Linked DNA regions of Mus musculus: region 1 is linked to region 2. Evidence: chromatin contacts called from public HiChIP or PLAC-seq data. All regions are on one chromosome and are shown on one strand. Each heading gives the region's core, a stretch centred on a gene start, on an enhancer-like site or on the middle of the called end of the contact. The rest is flanking DNA. Distances are from core to core; before and after follow the strand shown.

Region 1 (4,773 bases), core at 1,092-3,591, 1.6 Mb before region 2:
CCGCTGTTGTCACCTGCAAAGGGGCTGAACAATGACCACAGACCAGGCACTGCATTTTAAATCAAATAAGTATTTTGCTGGAGAAGTGATTCCACTTTGTTAGGAGGCAGGGGCATTTCCTGCAGCTTGTCAATAATGTGTGGAAGCTTCATGTCGCATTACATCTTTCTGTAAGGAGCAACCAACCACCTTATCTTTTTAGAGCGGGGAGGGGGGTGGTGGGGTGGGGGGAGAGGATCAGACTGAGGGAGAAGGAGAGAAAGAAACCAAAATCGCCATCCTACTCATGAGTTTATGATGAATATAGGAGTAGTGAGGTGGCGCTTGTCACCAGTGTTTCCCAGGTAAGGTCACCGAAGTGAAAAGGTGCAGAACCCCTCATTCCTCGTCCAATCCCTGTTATCTTTTGGTAAATTCTGAGAGACTAGGTACTTGGGCCTATCTGCTAACACTGAGTAGCACATTGTTGCTTTTTTGTTAATAGAAACAAATAGGTGGGAGAGAGGAGGGAAAACCTGAGGCAGGGGGCTGAAGTGGGGACTAGTAGGAGGAGTTTCCTGAGGACCTCAGGTCAGGATACTCAGTCTAGGCCAGCCCCCATTAGCTTGTGGCCACCCACGGCTGGCCTCTCTCCATGCTCAGGCTCCTGACGCTGCCTGCCATGGGCTACCCACCCAGCCTAGGCTCTCAGCAATGCCAGAGGCGGAGGTGGGGGGTGGGAGTGTGTGTGTGTGTGGGGGGGGGGGGAGGGACGACGACACTTCCTTCTTTACCCTGAGGCCAGAGGGTCCTCTTAGATTAACGACTGCCCCCACCAGTTCTTATAAGAGATGAAATGCTGTCCTTTCTCTAAAGGACTTTAGCTTGTGTTTGAAACCATCAATTAACCACAGACTCCGTAAGGGGAATTACTGGCTATCCAGTGTATCTGTCCCCGGCCACTTGTGGCAGATTGGTCAGTGGGTAAAGGCAGTCAGTGGAGTGAGTACGTGGGACGTGGCCAGATCTTTTCTAGACGCAGAGCTGGCTATAGGTCTTCTCTTCTGGGATCGGATAGATGATTCATTTTTATATGTAATGTTTTACCTCACTCTATAGCTCTGGTCGGTTAATATTCAACCCCCGGGCTTGAGACATCTCGAAGGAGGCAAGCAGGGGTGACCCACTCAAGGTATATGGTCGCTCGGGAGCGAAGAAGCAGAGGCCAGGAGAGGGTGAGAAGGGATGTGAAGGGGAGGAGGGCTCCTACTGCCCAGGGACTACAGCCGCTGGGATAGCTGCTATGAGGTCGCGCCCTGACTGTGTTGGGACCGGGACCGCCGGCCAGGCTGAGGTCCCGGTCCCTATTGGTGCTTGTAGGGCCACCCAGGGGCGCAAGCGCTAGGTTCCGCGCAACTTCACTGCTGGGCCCTGCGTCCATCCAAACTGCCCCGCCCAAGGGTGTTGGACTCCGTATTCGGGGCTACTGGCTGCAGGCGCTGGCAGGAAGCAGGGGGGTTTGTCCAGCTGCTGATTAGGATAGATTATGTTGTTTGTGAGACACGGAAAAACCATGCTGAGACCCTGGACTTGCGTAGGTGTCCCGCGGGCTTCCATATTCTTCTACTGTATCAGAAAAGTACGGTTAGATTGAAGAGAGCTCCGACCCATTACCACCGCCCATTAACCTCCAGACAAAAACCAAAAACGGTAAAACAAAAAAGTCAGGATATTCAGGTGAAGCGGCTTCGGGGATCGGTGGGCAGTCACAGAGCTGGGCTGTACCGAGCCACCAGGTCTAGCGGCCCTAGGAGGAGCTGCTGGCTTGAGGGCACGCTCAGGTGGAGCCGCGGTATCTGGACAATCCGAGAAGCTAAGCTCTGTGGGCCGGGTGGAACGGAACTCCAAGGTCCAAAAGGTCCTTCCCAGCTACCCGGGACCTGGTGTTTGGTAACTGGCAAACCAGATCAGCTATGCTGGAGAAGGGGATCGAAGCTTGGGAACCTCCGGACGGGGAAGCTGGAGTCTGGAAGGGCGGCCCAGCAGTCGCAGCCGGGATCCACCCTTTTGAAACAGATAAAACACTACCTCGTCAGATAAGATCAACTGCCTCCATTTCTGGATTTAAGCAGGGACCCCAGGGGCTGCGGCTGGTGAAGCCCTGGGAATGAAGACTCACCTGGGGCCCAGAGCCCGCGGAGAGACTTTATTTCACTTTCTTTTGTTTGATATTACTTTATTTTCAAAGAGATCTGTAGCCTTGGGCTCTGGCAGGCAAAGCCGTGTCCTGAGGACAGCCTGCAGGATCCCCACCTCTGTCCGAAGACTTCTCCTCCCCCTCCCCCGTGCCCGCACGCAGCGAGGTGAAGCCAGCTGCTTGGGAGACAGGCGGTCCAGCAAACGCAGGCTTCAGTGCGAAGGGACTCCCGTGAAAGTCCTGCCTCTTCATCCGGAAGAACAGGAAAGGATTCCATCAAAGTGTCCTCTTTTTTCCCTCCCTCCCTCTCCTTCCGTGCAGAAATCAACCCATGGGTGATAGCTACCCCAGAGACAGAGTTGCAGGGACTGTAGACAAGAGGCAGAGCAGGACAAATGGACTGTCACTTGAATGAGTTCTGAATCAAGACAGAAACCCTGCCCTACTGTTCTTTCGCGGACAGTTCAAAGGGTCCTAGGTGCTACCATCTCAAACGGACCTTGGGGGCTGCAACCAGCTGCTGGCTGAAGGAAGCAAAGGGGCTTTTCTAGTTCTTGAACAAGGAAGCTGTGGCCAGGACTCTAAGAAAAACAACCCCCAAGACTTAATCTTGGTGCATCAGCCTTCAGCGCTACAGGCCATTTTCTAAATTGCTAGGATTGAGAACAGGAGGAAGAAAACAGCAAAAGAAAACAAAGTAAAACCTTGGCTGGGTACAAAGAAGACAGTAAGGGGGCGGGGGGGGGGGAAGAGGAGAGAGAAAACCGAAGGAGACCTTAAACTTTTTAACCAGAAGATTAGGTTAGCTGGATGGGAAGGGATCCATCAAAATCGCAGGGCGCCTCCCCCTCCTACACGTACACACAGTGATTGGGGAGCAACTAATTAGTCTCAACTTCATTTATCCTCTTTTAAAAAGGAAGGGGGAAGACAAGCAATCCCCCAACACTATCACCTTAAAGTAAATACTTCTCCATCCAGTCATTGAATGTTTTCAAAGAGTGTTTTAAATTAAAAGGAAGCTAGATGGTTCTATTAGGCATCCTTCAGCTAAGTAGCTTAGTCGTCAAGTGTCTCCCCCTTTTCTACAACTACTACAGTACATCACCACAAAAGGGTTAACTGTGATTTTTTTGGAGCAATTAAGTAGAATTAACTACTTTAATGGGGGTACTTTATTTCTTGCAGGACTTCCTTAGTCCCCAAACAAAATCTAAAAGCAACATTTACATAAAACATAAAGTACTCAGTACAGAAATGAAGTTATGTTTCCCCGAACACAATAAATCCTACTTCTAATCTTCTCAGATAGAAAAATCAGCAATGAAAAGGTCTCCCTTTGTGGGGAGGCAGGAGAAAGGAAGAGGGGACAACTTTGAAGATTAACATAAAACCTCCTCGGTTTCATCTGCTAAAGTCTGTATAGGTAAATCAGCCACGTGCTCACAGTGACTTTAAAAACATCTCTAGAATTATTGTTCTTTTCAGATTAAATTCAAACACAATGGTTTGGGAGGATGGGTGAGGAAAGATGTTCGCTTTCTAATTTCTCCTGAAAAAAAAATCGGCTACCAGAGATATCTTTTTATTTCTTTTCAGACCTGCTTCACTGACCGAGCGAGTCCACCAGTGTCTCTTGCATGTCAGTGTGCTTGCTTACATTAACTGCCGTTCGCGGAGGGTTTATAAATCAATCAGTGGGAGTCTATATTCATAAAGACACTGATCTGGTTACATGCCCCCCTTTCTCCTCAGCTCTAAAAAAAAAAAAAAAAGTTAAATCTCCCAGCCGGGACTACTCAGCTAGCTCGGATCTCTGGTGGGCCGGGCCGACAGAGGCTGGGGAGCCTAGGGACGAGTGTCGTGTGGATTTGAATGTGGATTGCAGAGCAGACCTTTGTTTTGGTCACGCTGTAACAGGGGGTGGGGAGGTTGTCCTCTGACCAGAACACGCAGGAGTTTTATAGACGCTCCTTAAAAGGGTTCGATGCTCTCCACGGGTTAATTTATAGGACTTTGAGGAATATTGGGACTTTAAAGATGGTATTTCTTTTTCTCCCATTAATTTGTTGGCGGTGTTGTTATGCTCTAAAAAGGACTTCTGGTTTCAGTACCCTGAGAGATGGGGGGGGGTGGGGGGGTGGGAGGGGGTAAGGGGGGAGGGAAGCCAGGTCAGGGAGAAGCAGATTCCTCTTTTAATCAGGCTGCTTATAGGGCTGGGGCTTGCCACTATCTTTCCCTTATAATTACCTTTGTAAGCAAGTTGTGGGCATCCAATCTGAGATTTAGGGACAGAAGGTGGTGAGAACGTACATAGAGGTTTTATACACCATTCTCCCAGCCTCCACCAACCTGAATTCCATATTAGAAGAATGGTGAGTTTGAGACTCTAAGAAGATGTTTAAAAAGATAAAATAAAAACTTAATTATACCGTAGCCATCAAGGTGGGAGAAAGTTCGGATGTGTAGCAAGGCGACAGGGACTTGGAGCCTATTCCACTGCGGGTCCAAGCAAGGCCTCCTTTGCTTTAAGGCAGGTTTGCTCTGGCTCTCGCTGAGGTGCTTCGCTGGGTGTCTAGGCCACGGAAGCCTGGCTC
Region 2 (4,756 bases), core at 587-3,086:
TCAGATGCTAAAATACATTTCTTTCGACTGACATTAACATCTCTATGTAGAAACGAAGGTGAAAAGATCACAGGGACCAGTTGCATTCCCTCTGAGAGATTCACACGAACTGCCTGCCCGGAGTTCTCCTCCAGCAGCTCTGAGAGAGGGGAGGAGCGTCAGTCTGCTCTGCACACTCGTTAGTTATGGTACTTTTTCTCAGTGTCTTTTACAGTCTTACGAGGTTCCCCACGCCAGCCCCCACTCCCACACGCCATAGTCCTCTTTGACCATAAATCCTCACATCTTCAATAAACCAGAGCTGGTCTCCACCCCCGAATGCACCAGCCGCCGAGGGGATTGCAAGGGCCACCTCTGCTCTGTGAAGTGGAGTCCGGGGCGTGGAGGGTGAGGGGCGGGAGAAGGATGGGAAGAGGGCCGGGTAGAGGACGAGAGAGGGAGACCCGCAGCTCTAGATACAGTCCCTGGCGAGGGGCAGGTGAGGCGCATAACGATGCTTCTCCGGAGGTGGGGGCTGCCAGTAGTCCACGTCTGACCCGGGGCTAGCGGGCGATAAAGTGCAGCTGTATGGGGACGTGGAGTTGGAGGATGACGCCGGGCTGTTGGTGCAGCTCCAGGAGGAAGGTGGAGAAGGGCTGTCCCCGCTGGCGCCGAGCGCAGCTCCCGGGCTCAGGAGCACCGCCTCCGTGAAGAGCGCCCCCTGGAGGCCACCGGCGCCGGCGCAGTGGTCCGCCAGGCGCAGAGTCTCGGTGAGCGCCCAGATGTAATTGTGGGCGAAGCGCAGCGTCTCGATCTTCGTGAGCTTGGCATCCTCGGGGAAGGTGGGCAGCACCTCGCGCAGCGCGTCCAGCGCGGCGTTTAGGTTGTGCATGCGGTTGCGCTCGCGGTTGTTGGCCTTGAGCCTGCGGGTCTTCTTGATGCGCTGCACCGTCTCCGCCGTCTTGGCACCTCGGGAGACGGCCCGTGAGCGCGACGGGCGACGCTTGCACTCGTGCATCAGGCCCAGCAGCCGCCCTGGCCGGCAACCCCCGGCACCCGACGCCGGACTGCCCTGCACCCCCTGCCCGGCTTCCGCTCCACGCTGCCCACGCGCGGAGCCCGGCCGGCGCAGCTCCTCGTCCTCCTCCTCGTCCGCGCTGGAGGACATCGGGGTCAGGGTCGCCGAGGCCGGGGAAGCCGAGCCCAGCAGCATCAGTACCTCCTCTTCCTCCTTCAACTCCAGAGTCTCAGATTTGACGAACATCCTGAGAAAGAAGAGGCAGATGAAATTTATTCCCAGAATGGACAGGGTAAAGTGTCGCTGGCGCCGCGCCCCGCCCCCCCCCCCTCCATCTCCCTCAATGTGCATTCGCGAAGATGGCGAGGACAGAGCTGGGGAGGAGCGCCCCGGGCTCGAGCCACCTTCTGCCGGTCACAGAAGTCACTGCGTCTAGAGCGATGGAGTTAGCGTGGGCGGCGTGAGCCTGCGTGGGGACACTGCCTGCGAAGTGGAGAGCCGCGGCATGCACACTTACCTACGCGGCTCCAGATGTGTCGCGGCGCAGCTGCTGCTCCGGTGTGTGTCCGGGAATGTCCCCGCAGCCCGGAACCGAGCACGGTGTCCTCCGCGCCGCGGGCTTGGCGCTTCCTAGGCGCACCTCCGCGGGGGGGCCTCTCGGCTGGGCGACTTTGCCAAGAGCCCGGACGACCGCGGCAGCTCGCCCGAGTCTCGTGTGTTGTCGTTCTCGTGCGTGGTTGTCTGTCAGTCAGTCCCTGGCCGTGTGGCTGCTGGCACGCGACTCCAAGGCACTCCAGTTAAAGCCGAGCTGCTTGTGGTTCAGTGGCTGCGTGTCTGGCACACGACTCTCCTTAAAACCCCTTATATACCACCAAGAAAACAATCAGATCTGCCCCGGGGCCCCCTCCTCACCTACCCTTCCCCCGCCCTCTCCTCCTCCGCCTGTCCTGGTCCCCCGCTCTCCCTCCCCAGCTTATTCTTTTCATCGTATTATCATCATTCATTTCTTTCCCTTTCTTTAGTCCCTCTCCCCCTCCCCTGGCCTGGCCATCCATCCTCCTCCTCCATCACCCCCGCCCCTCCGTCCCCCCTTTATCTAATCAGCATAAAATGGTTCTAAAGCTCCTGTTGGCGCTCCAGGCTGCAGCCCAAGCTACCGAAGCCGCGGCGGCGGCAGTGGCTCAAGCTGCGGCTGTTGTCGCCGCCGCTGTCTATTGTGATTGGTGGCTCGCGCTCGGCTGGAGCGTGCCGCTAATTTATTAATGAAAGGAGGTCGCGAGGCGCAGCTGGCCAATCAGTGTTCCCGGGACTCCGGGAGGCCTGCGAGCCACGCGCACCGGAGCCCGCTCCCTTTCAGCAGCTCATTAGGGGCCCGAGTGCTGGGGGCCCATGGCGGGGGGGGGGGGGGGCACCCCGACTACTGCTCCCGCCCGAGTCCTCCATACGCGTCCCGCCCGTCTCAGCCGGGGTCTCACGGGCGGGCGACCGGAGCCTTGAATTAGTGAGAGTCAGAATCCCGGAGAAGGCAGCCTGGTGGTGCTGCCGGCCATGTCTCGGCAAAGCCTCTTTGGGGCCGTATCAACTAGAAAACGGGTTTTAAAACACCTTAGTCTAATTAGGAAAAGGAAGGGGTCACGTACGTGTGCCAGACAGGAGGCACGTTGTGAGAGAGTGTGCCTGAGTTCTAGAGAAACGTGTCTATGACTGTTTGGGAAACATTAGGAGTTCACAGAGACGTCCCCTAGAAGGGGAAATTGGTCGGAGAGCAATTGATGAGCATTAAAAAAAAATAAAATAAAATAAAATAAAATAAACGCACTCACTTGACACACCCATTTTCCCTGAGACACAGTGAGGCTTCACGCCTTGACGTAATTTGGGGGGCTTCTGGTGCGGAAGGGGATGGGTACCAACAACAGGTTAGAGCCAGATGATACTATAAGGTGGCTTCCTGTGTGGGTGGCAAAGGCAGGCGTGCTACTGCTCCTAGGAGCGAGTGGATCACTCTGACACTTGTATGACCTCTGCTCCGCTCTGGGGGGCGTTGTTGAGACATAGGGCCTGTCCTCCCAATTCTGCCTTTTCAATGGGGAGAAAAAAAATAGAAAGGAGCTCTAGCTCCCTGCTGGACTTGAGAGGAAACTTGTTCTGAATTGCTGTCTGTCCCTCCCCTTTACCACTAGACGCAGAACCAGAGTCCCAGAAGTGAGTGAGTCCTGAGTGTCATCTGGGACCGGTCGCGGGGTCCTTTTTTGCGAGGATGAAAGGAGAGTCTTGGGAGGGGCTTTAGCAGTCCACCAGAGCCAGAGAAAGAGATTATCCGCAGGTCTCTGGCTCCTTAGTTCGTTGGGACTGAAAATGAGCTGAATCTCAGAGAAGAGTTCAGCCAGAGCACTGTTCGCATTGGCACGGTTTGCGTGTGTTTAGTTCCCTTAGAGGGCTACGGAGCAGGATTTGGAGAGCGTGGAGCCGAAGAAAAGCAAAATTAGCATCCAGGGAAATAGTCTGGATCTTTGCAGCACCCCAACCTCCAGTATTTTCTGTCAAACTTTCATTTCTTCCCCCTTTAAAAAAAGCACATTTCCTAAATGTAAAAGCATTATTTCATCTAGTTCCCGCTAGATCCTCTCGGAACACTTTAATTTCCCTTGTAGACAGGACTGAAATAATGGGAAGGCACAGACGATACTGGACTTCAACACACGCCATCCGGCCCTCTCAGAGACTCTTCCTTTGAGTCTCTAGCTCTGTCTAGAAACTCGCAAGAAGCCGAATAGTCTGGAAGGCAAAAAATATATATTTGGAGTGAGAGCTGTCGGACAGCCCACATGGTTGCAGGTGCACGCGACCTTACGTAGTTAGCATTGAGACCAAACACTTAACCACCCTTCAAATTCTTCCTAAAAGAAACCCCCACTAAGGGTCTGTTTGGCCTTGGCTGAACGGATGGGGATTTAAGGAACATGTGGGAGTGGATGCGGAGTTTGTGTTTGTTCATAAACTTGAATAGAATAAAGGATGGGAACAGTAGGATCTGATGAAATGATCAAAGACCATTAAAAACAAATACCAGAATGATGAGAGGAACCTGCTGTGTCAGCCTCGGGACAGCTCCACCTCTCCACGGGGGCTGCCTGCAAGAGAAGACAAGCGGCTAAATTAATGCACTCGAAAACAAAGGAAGGCTTATTTGGATATCAGTAGAAATATATCTCTTTGGGCAAGTTGCTTCAATTTTGTTTTATTTTATTTTATTATTTATTTATTTTTTATTTATTTATTTTGCTTAGCCAGGCAGTGCTGGGTGACTTAATGGCAAAATATTGTCAGAACATAGTCATAATTCAGTTAAAGCTTTAAAGGGAACCTTAGGAGCCTGTGTAGCCTCAACTAACAATGATATCAAGCTGAGTCTAACACTCAGTGCCAGTGAAAACACACACACAATCCAGTCCTTTCATTGCTTGTTAGCAGTACCGAGGTGTCTGAGTCCCCACTTTCTCCTCTCCTCTGGCATTGTGCAGTGTTATGATCTCCTGACCATGCAAGTGACTTCCTTTGACAAATCCACACCTAGAAGTCTGGAGAGGTGGCTCAGCACTTTACAGTACCTGTTGCTCTTGGAGGACCTGGGTTTGAGTCCCAGCACCAGATGGTGGCCCACAAGCATCCCAAACTCCAGTTCCAGGCATTCTGACACATTCTTCTGGCTTTTTCCCTTCTCTTCTGACCTTTCCACAGACACCAGCACATACATAG

The links. HiChIP or PLAC-seq counts read pairs in DNA pulled down with a chosen protein or histone mark.
Region 1: a contact with region 2 is called in a CTCF HiChIP or PLAC-seq map of stem cell-derived epiblast-like cells, with 29 times the contacts expected there. The contact joins the enhancer-like site here to the promoter of Neurog2 in region 2. A contact is called at or near these places in 10 of 39 promoter capture datasets (cranial neural crest, embryonic stem cells, frontonasal cranial neural crest and 4 more), 2 of 15 datasets of contacts at CTCF or cohesin (embryonic stem cells and stem cell-derived epiblast-like cells), 51 of 484 Hi-C or Micro-C datasets (B cells, LSK cells, cerebellar granule neurons and 19 more), 16 of 115 datasets of contacts at active chromatin or transcription factors (craniofacial prominence, embryonic forebrain, embryonic hindbrain and 7 more) and 3 of 9 other capture datasets (embryonic stem cells, embryonic tail and embryonic trunk).

What each region holds. Positions count from the first base shown.
Region 1 is chr3:129,221,924-129,226,696 of GRCm38.p6, reverse strand. No RefSeq gene overlaps it. Among named protein-coding and RNA genes, the nearest start is that of Pitx2, 24 kb to the right of the region's middle. Within about 2 kb of position 2,341, at least 27 of the 459 cell types and tissues checked have an H3K27ac peak or open chromatin away from gene starts, as enhancers often do. A contact at or near this core is called in epiblasts, kidney and stem cell-derived epiblast-like cells, where this site is marked.
Region 2 is chr3:127,630,216-127,634,971 of GRCm38.p6, reverse strand. Neurog2 (neurogenin 2) reads right to left here and starts at 1,836. Exons shown (of 2, transcript NM_009718.3): 1 at 1,515-1,836; 2 at 1-1,244. The coding sequence starts at 1,243. The coding sequence ends at 452.